2 separate regions of the Mus musculus genome follow, and region 2 is linked to region 1. Evidence: chromatin contacts called from public HiChIP or PLAC-seq data. All regions are on one chromosome and are shown on one strand. Each heading gives the region's core, a stretch centred on a gene start, on an enhancer-like site or on the middle of the called end of the contact. The rest is flanking DNA. Distances are from core to core; before and after follow the strand shown. Region 1 holds the start of Arhgdib (Rho, GDP dissociation inhibitor (GDI) beta). Region 2 overlaps Gm36897 (predicted gene, 36897).

The links. HiChIP or PLAC-seq counts read pairs in DNA pulled down with a chosen protein or histone mark.
Region 2: an H3K27ac HiChIP or PLAC-seq map of thymic regulatory T cells shows a contact between it and region 1, with 4 times the contacts expected there. The contact joins the enhancer-like site here to the promoter of Arhgdib in region 1. A contact is called at or near these places in 4 of 39 promoter capture datasets (the C10 cell line, the HPC-7 cell line, liver and 1 more), 10 of 484 Hi-C or Micro-C datasets (B cells, CD8 T cells, the G1E-ER4 cell line and 4 more), 6 of 115 datasets of contacts at active chromatin or transcription factors (CD8 T cells, bone marrow-derived dendritic cells, double positive thymocytes and 3 more) and 2 of 9 other capture datasets (adipose tissue and liver).

What each region holds. Positions count from the first base shown.
Region 1 is chr6:136,938,600-136,944,618 of GRCm38.p6, forward strand. It overlaps Arhgdib (Rho, GDP dissociation inhibitor (GDI) beta), which reads right to left and starts at 3,157. Exons shown (of 6, transcript NM_007486.5): 1 at 3,052-3,157.
Region 2 is chr6:136,467,622-136,473,640 of GRCm38.p6, forward strand. Gm36897 (predicted gene, 36897) reads left to right here. Exons shown (of 2, transcript NR_168025.1): 2 at 3,137-3,787. Among named protein-coding and RNA genes, the nearest start is that of Gm36897, 7.0 kb to the left of the region's middle. Within about 2 kb of position 2,805, at least 336 of the 459 cell types and tissues checked have an H3K27ac peak or open chromatin away from gene starts, as enhancers often do. A contact at or near this core is called in B cells, CD8 T cells, the G1E-ER4 cell line and 9 more, where this site is marked.

The DNA.
Region 1 (6,019 bases), core at 1,907-4,406:
AACGCAAAAATGGGACAGTGACTACTGCATTTCTTTTGAAATACCTCACATTAACAATTCTATTTTCGATCTTATTTCTTGACCCTTCGCCTGACAGAAGGTTCGCTCTGAATGAGATGAGTCAGCGGGCTCAGAGAGCAGTTAGTGGACACACTGCCTCTGGCTAGGGGAAAATGCAGGAAGATCTCGCTACGTTGAAAGGCTGGGTTGGCCGGGGTCTTATCCTGCACCTCTGAGTCACTAAGGGGAAGACATGGAGAGATGTGTGTGTGTGTGGTGGGGGTGGGAAGAGCAGGAGCAGGGGATTTCCCACAGGAGGGCCAAGCGCCCAGAGCTAGGTTCTTGCTGAGAACTGCGCATGTCACAGCCTGCCCTGCCGCCTCTGCTGCTGCCTGGCGTCAAGAGACCCCAGATTGTCTGCCAGGACACCCACAAGGCCTCTTCTCTTGCTTATGGAGAAATCCCTTCAGTATTTCTAGTCACGTGAAAGATCTGGCCCTTTCTGGGGCATCCCAAGGCCATTTTCTACCAAGGCAGCCGCATGGGCATCCAAAACTGGACAAGAAGATCCAAGCTAGTGATTGAGAGGAACCCATCTTGTATGACGCAACGAAGGGGACATGGTTCTAGAAAATCTCCCTCTCCTCCCTCTCCCTCTCCCTCTCCCTCTCCCTCTCCCTCTCCCTCTCCCTCTCCCTCTCCTCCCTCTCCCTCTCCCTCTCCCTCTCCCTCTCCCTCTCCCTCTCCCTCTCCCTCTCCCTCTCCCTCTCCCTCCCCCTTCTCCCCCCCATTTAAAAAATGCCTCCCCCCCACCTTTTTAAAAGACGGGGTCTCACTCTGTATCCTTGGCTGACCTGGAACTCACAGAGATGCCCTGCCTTTCAAATGCTGGAATTAAAGTCGGGCCTCACCACTCCCACTGAGGACCACAGACTCTTCTTTCCTGCCTATGCATTCCAAGCGCGCTCTTCCAGCTCTGTTTTTCGGTGCAGAAAGAGATAAGAGTACGAATCACTATGTTCCCCCCCCCCCCACACACACACACACTGCGTGACGTTCCTCTTTCACAAATACCACTTTAAATAATCTTAAAAGACAGCTGCACTCTGGAAGCCATGACTAGGCAAAAAACTAGACACAGTCACCAAGGTTCTAAATTAATGTGAGACGTCAAAGACAATTTCATGGACACTCGAACTTAGATTATTAGACCCCCGAGGAATCCCCTGTGGAGTTTTAGTCAGCTTGGGTTGAGGAAACCAGAATATTATCAATAAAGGGCAACCTGGTAAGATCTTATTGTATGGATGAAAGTACCAGTGATTTTTCAGGAGCAATCAAGACCCGAGGCCTGCAAAACTCTACCTGGGACTCAACCCACCATCCACCAATGTAGTCCATCTCAGCAGCGAGGCTGCTGTGCAAACAAAGACATTCCACATGTGGGATTAGAGAAATCTTCTTCCACAGACAATGTCTAAGGCTATCAACTCTTTTACTGTACCACTATATGAACTGCTGAACACTTCCTTAATATTCTTCTCCATTCTCTCAGTATGAAAATCGTGAGTTTCTCAATACCAGGCTTGGCACACCAGAGGGCTCTGAGCCAACCCTGGCTGTCTTTTCTCTCTGCTTAGTTTTCACCCCACAGGGCTTCTTCTCCCTTCCTGTTAGCTCAAGTTTGTCACGGATCATATTCCCGTAAATTCCCCTCAGAGTAACTCTGCTGTTCTGAGCTTCCAGTGGAAACCAAACTGTGCGCGGCTGAGCAAAGCCTGTCTCCCTGGGACAGACCCACACTCTCCAAAATGGTGAAGGACCAAATTCCGAGGGCAAGAAGATGCCCATGAGGTTTAGGCCGGCTAGTCATGGTTGTTTCTCACTGGCAGAGTGTGGGCCACGTGGAAGGAGAGTTGATCATGTTCTATCAGAAACCTGAAGGACTCACAAAAGAATAAGCTCATTTTGTCAGTAAACTTGCACTGTGTTTGAAACGGGCAGGGGTACACTCTTAGAAATGCCACAGAGAGAAATGGCACCTGTTGGTGACAAATTCCCAGCCAGCAGGTCACCGCTGATCTCTTCTTGAGTTCTCATGTGGGGAACCCAGTGTGCTAAGCCTGACTTCAGAAGGCTCTTAGTGTCTTTGTGAAGGGGTGGTTTGGGGGCCTTCCTGTAAGAGTCTGACTCCCTCACCGCCTAGTGAAAAACTACTCAGAGCTTCTCAGACCCATGCTACAGTTACCCAAAATGGGGCATTTAGCACTTGCTGACTGGAAAACCTGAGAAAGAGAGGAGAGCATACCAAGTGATGCCTAGAGCCCTTCTAGCAAGGCCAAAGTTCAGACCACGACAGCTGGAAGGCCCACCGACCACGTTTATAGCTGGGCCCACGCAGACTCTCCTAGTGCCTCTCCCACAGTTTTCTCCACATCTTCTGGGTCTGCATCAGTTCCCCTTGATGTGGAGGGCTGCTTTGTTTTTTGGCAGTCACAGTGAATATCTTCCTGCCCAGCCCACTGCAGGAATTTAATTCCCCTGGTTTTTGCTAAGGGCTTAGCATTTGACAGCTCTGCACCATATTTTCTCTCCTTTCAAACAGTCTCTTTAAAGTGTGCTCAAAAACAGGAAACCACACATCTCCACCCCAGCACAAGCCGCCATCCACAGCACAGTCAGTATCAGAGGTAGGGTTTTCCTTTTCCTGAGCGCAGCCAAATTCCAGCTCCTGCCTAGCAAGGAAACCACCCAGTGCTGCCCCCCACTCCGCCCCCATTCCAGGTATCCCCAGAGCCCTTCTCTAGAACATTCTGGTAGCAGGGTACTCTCTCCTACCTCCTTCAGCTTGTCTCCCCTTCTCAGGGCTGACTTCCCCTTTTCTGCTCCAGCAATCTCTTTAGCACTTTCTTATCATGAAGTTCGGTTTAAAGAACCGCCCTTCCTAAGAACAGCAACAGCTCCTCTGGCAAGGGCAGTAGGGTGGTTCTGAGATTTCCTACAGGACTCTGCGCCCACCTGCAGCCTCCCCACCTCAGGCATTCAACTTACATTCCAGGCTCCAGTCGGCCCTGTGTCTCTGGAGGTTACCTCTGTCTCTCAACTCTGACTGAGGACTGGCAGAACAGGAAGGAAGTTGAGAGAGAGAGAGAGAGAGAGAGAGAGAGAGAGAGAGAGAGAGAGAGAGAAGAGGAAAAAATGTTTTAAACCTACTTGACAAGGAAACCCTGGGCTGTCTCGATATCCTGCTCTGCCTATCTTCCGATCAGCCGTCTGAGCAGCATTCTTGACAATTAATGACACATGTGGAGCAAACCAGCCCATGTGACATAGATGCATGAGTGTGCATGCTGGGGGAGGGTCCCTGTAGCTGTGTGTGCTTTCAATGACTGGGTGTGCGTGTCTAAAAGCCATAATCTCGGGGAGAGACATAGGGCCCCTAAACAGAAGTAATAGGCTTTATTGTGTACTACAAACTTCTGCTCCTCTAAGGCTCCTGTCAGCTTTCTTTTATTTATAATTCATTTATTTATAGTAAGACAACTTGCTGGTAGGAAATGAGGAGTAGAAATTATGAATGTTAAATGTATATACTGGGTGCTCAATTTAAATAATTTGTCTTCAGACAGAGGGTTTTTTTTTTGAGCTTTATTTATTGGTCCTCATTTGAAGATGTTGCTGTGTATTATTGCACCACAAGCCTTCAAACGAAATAAACAAAAGTAAAAACAAAAGCAAGAACAAACACTGTTGGTTATATCTAGGAATGTAGATTGTAAATGCAGCTTCATTAATTCCTCATCTAACGCAGAAATCTGTGACAATCACATGGATGCTAAAATTGACTTTGCAGCTATTTGAGGAGTGGCTTGTGAATAAATTTAAATGAGAACAAGCTGCCAACACTGTGTGCAGTCCCGTTGGAGACAGGGCTGCGGTGTCTGCGTTTCGATGCTTTCTCTAACTTGCTCCTAAGCTGCGGTCAACAAGGCATGCTCGTTTATACTAACATTTCAATAATCAGTATTTGTATTAATATGCGTAGTGACTGCTACCTCAACCAAGGCACTTGGGGAAAATGGCACTTTTCCTCTCTTCATCCAAATAGGCTGCATGCTCTTCAGTTATTTTGAACGTCGCTGTGAGTTGTGTCTGGTGCTGAGATGTATTCAAATGCTAAGTACTGGCCACCAAGATCTGGTTGTCCCCCAACATCTTCAGTAGACCAAGTGATGCTATGTAAATCTCATTCCCCAATTGAAAACTATTGGCTAGATAAAAGTGGTTACAGCCAATTACCAGGTAGAATAGAGGCAAGTGGGTTTTCAGTTACCAGGATGAGGGTCGCAGGTAGGGACCATGGGAAAAAAGAGAGAAGGAGAGGAAGAAGAGAGGACGAGGAAGGAGAAAGGAAAGAAAGAAAACAGGAGGTCTCCATTAGACATGATGAACCAGGAGTATGTGGCCGTGAAATGCCCCGCCCACCAGGATAGACTGATGGAGCAGAAATAACCTGGGATGTGTGTGGGGGGCGATGGGGGAAGACTCAAACATCAACTACTTGTGGAATCACAGTTTGGAAAGTAGATAGTCCAGTGTATAGAAAAATAGATTAGATGTGACCCCACCCACCCACCCAATAATTGTGCTAAGCTGATTAAATAAACTCATAGGACTTTGCCTTGATTATTTGGGGGCTGTCTGAGTCATATTAATAGACAATAGAATTTAATAAAATTAATTGAGAGACTACATTATGCCCTTAGAGTAAGGAGAACTGGAGTGATCCTGAGACTGGCAGTCATATGGTCAGACATGGGCTTCTGACCTAGGGAACATATAAGAAGGAAATGAGGGAGCATTGTGGGCTGTGTGCTGGACAATTTTATGTCAACTTAACACAAGCTATAGTCAGCTGAGAGGAAGGAACCTCACTTGAGAAAAATACCTCTACTTGATAAGAAGGGCCCAGCCCATTGTGGGTGGGGCCACCCCTGGGTTGGTGGTTCTGGGTTCTATAAGAAAGCAGGCTGAGCAAGCCATGAGAATCCAGACAGTAAGCCACACCCTCCAAGGCCTCTGTACCTCTTTCTGACCTGGATCTTGACATGGAGCTCTTGAGGCATAGAGGCCCAGGCAAGGTAGTACATGCCTTTAATCCCAGGAGACTGAGGCAAACAGATCTCTGAGTTCAAGACCAGCCTGGGACAAAGCAAGTTCCAGATCCAGGCATGGTGGCACACACCTTTAATCTGGGCCACAGCTTCTGTTGGAGGCCTACCTAAGGACAGCGGAAGAAGGAAGACTCACTCTTCTTTGCCTGCTTGCACTTGCCAGCTCATCTGTTGGTACCTACTTCTTGAGGATTCCAGCTTATGCAGAAAGCCAGCTGAAACAACTAGCCTCGTGGGATTGAGCAACTACTAGATTTTTGGACTTCCCACTCATAGCTGTCCATTGTTGGGATAGTTCGACTGCAGACTGTAAGTCATTCCAATAAATCCACTTAATATATAGAAACTTTCCATAAGTCCTGTTACTCTGGAGATCCTTGACTAATACACGTCCCAAGTTATTTTGGTCATGATGTTTCATCACAGCAATAGCAACCCTAACTAAGACAGGGTACAAGTCTGAAAACCAGCACGCAGGTGGCTGAGGCAGATCCGAGGTCGGCCAGGGCCACATGGCTATATAGTAAAGCCCTCTCATTAGTGACAGACAAAGAAACAAACAAACAAACAAGCAAAGAAACAGAAAACAGTGCATAATTACACTTAACAAAGTTAATAAAACCGCAAAACAGAGCTATTGTATAAACTGCAAGATAATATGTAGGTAGTTTAAATACAGTGGTCAGTTGTGCTCTAAATAAAAAGGCCCTCTAATTGGAGTTAAGGTCTGCTCAACAGGAGGAGACTAGGCTGCTACTGGAACCCTAGCTAACAACCCAGTGCTAAGAAGTCGTGGTTATAGGTGGAGAATCTACAAACACCACTTGACTAAAAGAGCATAATTC
Region 2 (6,019 bases), core at 1,555-4,054, 470 kb before region 1:
TTGTCAAAGAAAAAAGAATGAGAGAAATCGAGACGATCTTTTTATTGAGATAATAGCATAAACATACGACTACTGGGCATTTTCAAGTGGACAAACCTGGGGGAATTTCACTTCAGCATCATGCTACATGCCTGTCTAATCCCAGACATAAGAAACGCCTGCGTGTGATATAGCTAAAATTCACAAATCTCTCAGCAGTGTTTTGACCTGAATCTGTCACATCCCCACTTTGCCCCTACCCACATTCTGGGAAGAATCCTGCTCTTCCCTCACCCGGCAACCCCCAGTCAGCCTCCTGTATCTTACAGTTCACACCATCTGATCCAGGGGTAAAGTTACAACTGGAAAAACAAACCCATCTGCGTCCTTCAGTTCTTCCTCTGGCACGTCTACAGTTGCGGAAGGCAGTGAGCACAGATACTGTTCCCCAGCTCTGAATGGTAATAAAAATTATCAAATTCTTTTACCTTACAGTTAATGAAATGGAAATGAGCAATGAACTCTACCCAAAACCTTAAGTCAGTGATGAGAAATGTAGTTGTTTCTGGGCCTGTCTGAGCATCATTTGAAGCGCACCATGTTAACTGATAAGATAACAACTCAGAAATAACTAATATCATAAAGCCAAAAGGCTTACAACCTAGATCCATTAAAAAAAAAAGAATTTAATTTAATCTACTTCATAGTTTTTTTGTTTTGTTTTGTTTTGGGGGGGTTGTTTGTTTTGTTTTTTAAGAAAAAGGGAATGGGGGTGGGGTGGGTGGGAGATTGTTGTAGGACACTGGATTGAGGGAGGGCGGGAGGTGTAGAGAATGGGGCGGTTCCGCCCTAACAAAGAGGCAGAAACTGTGTCTCAACAGCCACCAAATCCAGTTCAGGGCGGTTTGAGCCAGTTTCTGAGCTGGATTGAGAACAACAGCCACAGGCTGAGACTTCACTAGGGTGAAATGGAAAATCTAGCATGGATTTTACAGACAGACCTGAACTGGACGGGGACTTGCTGGAACCTAAACCCAGTTCCTGGGGTGGCAAAGTCAGATGAAATACCAGGCCTGGTGCCGGATCGGTTGCATATCATCGCAGAGAAAGTTCAGAGTCGGGACTCTCTGTTGAGATCCGGTCCACATTTTCCCTCCTGCTGCTTCTGACTGTAGCTGGTGAGGGAAAAAGGGCCCCAGGATATCAGTTTTCAGAGAGCTGGCCAAGGCCTTGGGGGGAGGGGAGGACTTTGCGGCCTGGTTTATTGCCTGTGCTGGAGAGTGGGGGCGGGGAGGGAGGTAGGAGGGTCTGAAACACTGAGAGGAGCACTTCACACCCTGCATGCAGTTCACACCATTTTCCAACACCTATGTTTGCATATCTTTGCAAAGCACAAAACACACAACCCCCCCATGCCTATGGTACACCCGGCTAACAATTGGATGACAACATCTTCTGCCCCAGGCGTTGACAATGCATGTGCCCAGTTGGGCCAAAGTGCTCTCCTTCTGTGTCCCCAAATACACACATGCTGTACACACCTCAACTCAAAGCAACAGCAATCTCAGACGACACTGGAATGATGGTTAAGTCTTTGACCGGCTCCCCTCCCCCAGCTGGTTGTCCAGCAGCCCCCAGGGTGAGCGACTCCAGGAGCAGCTGCCACCCAGTTGAACCGGATGTCGTCCAGTGTGCACTTCCTAAGGCCACACAGGGGTCAGAGGATTCCCAGACAGCTACCACCCCTCCACCTTAAAAATCTCCCAGGACTTTGAGGAGTTCTAGAACCTAGACAAAGCCCAGGTCAGTCTCGTTTGGAAAGGAGGAGGAGGAGTGTGGAACCTCTCCTCTTGAATGTCCCCAAATGGTTGGAATCTTTCAGGGTCAGCAAGGGAGCACCTGGAGTCTTAGAAGCCAGTCTGCTCTGGGAATGGGGGAGGGGAGTTCCTTTGGTGTGTCTGTGGGTGTTGAGACGTTGAGGGAGAAGACTGGGAGACCCAGGGCTGAAATGTCGACATGCCATTCCTTCTGTTACTCTTAGACATCTGGAGAGACGGTTGGAACCCAGCCTACTTTGCATTATTTATGTGTGACCTTTGAAGCAGGGGACGCTTGTTACTGGCAGGCATTCTCTATCTGTTGCTTATTGCACAAGTATTGACTAAGTCCTTACATAGAAATGGCAGTATCAAGTGCGCCGGTATGGACCCTATTTGTTTGTATGGTTGTTGCTTGGCAAAGAGGTGGCTGACTTTACGGAGAGCAGCACTTTTATGTGACGATGTAGTAACCCACAAAAGAGATTAGCAGGAGAAATCATTAGAAGCCCCACACAGTACCATGCATTTCATATCTTACATGAGCCTAGCCACTGTACATCCCTGAGAGCGAACGGCATTGCTGTTCCCATTTTAGAGATGAGAAAAATAAAGTTCGAAAGGATCAGGTAGTGTTACTGATCTATAAAACCTGTCAGAGAAAGATATTGGCTCCAAAATCCGTTCTTTTAACCTGACTCTATGCCGCCATCATGGTGTCAAATGCTTGCCAGCATTTCTAAAGCGCCTACTGTGTGACAACCTACTCTGGGTGGAAGACACGGTCCTGGTGACGCTGATGAGAAGATGGTCCCTGCCTTCAGCAAGCTTTCAATCTACTGACTTTTGTTCCAAGAAAATCTCGGGCCTGGCAAGCGCAGGGCTTTATTTTCGGACTCAAAGGCCATCTGGGAAACTTGAACTTCCCAGCATTCCCGTGCAGTGCTGGGTGTGGGGAGGCCTGGAAACCGGGAGTGACCTGGTAACAGCAGGCACCAGACAGGCTAACAGCCTGGCTGCCTGGAAATGGGCAGGGCCTGGCCCGGGGAGCTGTAGCCATGGCAACCCAGCCTGTTTCCAGAACAATGTCTCCAGCCAGGGAAACAGCTCCCGGAGCCTCCCCCTATATAATCCCCAGAGCAGACTGGAGGCACAAAGGACTTCATTCTAGTGTGGCTCTCCACCCTAAGCCAGAACAAAGCCTGCCATTTGTTGCCTGGGCCCTGTCTTTGTGTTGCGCTTGTGACAACATCCACAAAGCACAGCAAATTCCTTCCTTTCCGCTACCTCTTTCATTTATATCGTATTTATTGTAATTTTCCTTTATCCCCATTTTACAGATGCAAGATCTACAGCGTGAAGGAGCTTGATAGCTAAAGCGAACCTTTAAAACCCAGAGGCCTTTCAGGTTTGCCTGTTTTGTGACAGGGCTCTCCAGACACAGTGAAGAGAGGTCCTGTCCACGGCCCGGACACGGTGGCACTTGGAGACTGGCCCTGGACTCGCCCAGGCCGGCTCTCTGGAGATTGAGGTTCGCCCCGCCCCCACGCTGCAGCTCGCCCCTCCCCCACACCACGCCCGCCCCTCCCCCACGCCGCAACCGCAGTCTGGGCCGGAAGAGGAATGCGAATGCAGAAGGCACGCCCGCCCCGCCCTGCAGGCCTCCGCAGCAGCTGGTTCAGAAACTCAGCCTCACAACCTTGAAAAAAAAGACAGCCAGCCGGCGCCTGTGCTGGTCCAGGCCACCCAATGGTTACTTCCTGTGCACTGAAGGTTGTCAACCACCCATGCAGAGTGTAACCTCCCTGAAACCGAGCACAGGGGACAGCCTCCACCCTCAACACCAATAACCCGACAGATAGATGGAAGTGTAATATAAGGACGGGAGAGATGTTAAGGTCTAAGCTCACAATCAAAAACATAACTATAATTATCCAGAAATGTCTACATTTATAAGTAATATAAATATTTAAATTATGTCCCTCCCAAAAGAAATGAGACTTCTAATACTTTATTGTACACTTTTAGCCCCAACACTTGAGAGACAGAGGCAGGCAGAGTGTAAAGGCCTCCCTGGACTACCAAGTGAGTTCCAAGACAGTCAGGGCGGCACAAAGAAATCCTGTCTCAAAAAAGAAAAAAAAGAAAAAACTTGCCCTAAAAAATCGGTGATAGCTCACACACATAATCCCAGCACTCAGATGCTAAATCAGGAGGATTGTCAAGAGTACCCGGCCAGCCTAGGTTGTATAGCAGGATTCTGTCTCAAACACACCTTTCTGCCGCAGAAAAACATGAAAGGAAAATAACTGTTGTTCCCCCTGGAACTCGTACAAGGTTTCAAACAATATTTTCCACCCAGTCGTTAAGAGGTTTCTTTGCTCAAGGGTAACTTATCAGTAAGAACTGTCTCCACCCAGCCCCAGAGGAACAATTGGGAATCACTGCCTTAGAGCCCTCAGAAGGCTTTCTTTCCCCAAGCGTTGAGACTAAATTAAGGGTCCACACTTGGGATAGTCCTTATTTAGAGGCTGACAAAAGAAGAGAGGGAGAAAGGGAGGGAGGGGAGGAGGGAGGGAGAGAGACAGAGAGAGAGAGAGACAGAGAGAGAGAGAGAGAGAGAGAGAGAGAGAGAGAGAGAGAGAGAGAGAGAGAGAGAGAGAGAGAGAGAGAACAGAGCTAAAGGCCAGCCAGAGGCTCTACACGGAGTCCGAGGTCAGCCTGTACTGAACAACTAAGCCTTGGTCTTTTGGTTTTTTTTTTTTTGTTGTTTTTTGTTTTTTTTGCACCCCCTACAGTTCCACTTCAACAGATAGTTTACTTTCCTTCATGTTTGTAAATGCGTGTTTAGGAGTAACCTTTATTCTTCCTTAAACTCAAAGATCTTAAGTAAGCTGGGGGGGGGGGGAGAAGATACCAACTTTCAAACATTATCTGATATAAGCCAAGGATTTTCCCCCTGAGGCGGGGAGGAGAGAGTGCTGGCTAAGGGCCTCAGGACTCTGGTACCTGCTAGGCCATCACTCCACTTCTGAGCTTCAACTCCAGCCTAGAAATGGATCTTCACGGTGAAGTGTAGAAGGCTACTATCTATCATATTGGTAGATGTTATAATAAACTGACATCATTGTTCCCCAGGTTTGATCCCTATAACACCGTGTATGCAGTCAGCAGTCAGCCAAGCACCATGGTACTAATTACTGTGCTGGGCTTGTGGGTTTAGCAAGTACAACACAAAGTGGAGCGTACTTTCAAAGAGCCAGCACCGTGTAAAATGGACATGACGGTGGAGGCCGGCCACACTGCATTCTCCAAGTGGACATAGAGGAATCTCGAGAGTCCAGGGGCATCTTCAGCTACTTAGTGAGATTGAGCAGCCTGGGCTACATGGTTCAGGTCCAGTAGTGACTAAGGCAGATCTTTACACGTTGTCCTTTGCAGAGTTAATTTGTTTCTGTTCCCTTGGTCCCATGGTTTCAATTATAAAGAAAAGCTGCACCCAAGTGATTAAGATTTTGGGGGTGTTTATCAACCTAAAATGCCTGGTAACCTTCACATGTGCCGCGCCTCCCCGCCCCTTCTTTAGTTCTGTATCAGCTAGCAGGAAACTTGACCCATGCTATGAAGTGTAACTTGCAAAACAGTGTTTTTCTAAAGAACTGCAGGAGCTAGCCCCAGGGAAGCCGAGGTCCACAGGGATGCCCAGGCCAAAGAGAGACACAAACTCTGCTCACCTGAGAACCTTCCTGCCACGGTCCCCTTGTCCCTCCTGTTCTTCCATCAGAAAGTCCTATCAAAGTACCTTGATTCTCCCAAAGTAGTTTTGAAAGATGCCAACCCTCAAATAAACCATTTTTTCCAAGATTGTTTTTGAAATATATTTAAAATATATTATTTTGAGAAATATATTTTAAATATTTAAATATATTCTGAACTATATATTTATTTTGGCTGGGCAGCAGTGGTGCACACCTTTAATCGCAGCACTCAGAAATTCAACGCCAGCCTGCTCTACAGAGTGAGTTCCAAGAGAGCCAGGGCTACACAGAGAGAAACCCTGTCTCAAAAACAAAACAAAACAAAAAAAAACCAAAAACAAAACAAAGAGCGAAACAACAACAAAAAGGATTGGACTTCTGTTAGGTGTGTTTGCCACATGTGGGTATGTGCACCTCTGATGGGGGCGTGGGGGGAGGCGTGTGCGCGGGAGCCTAGGTTCCTGA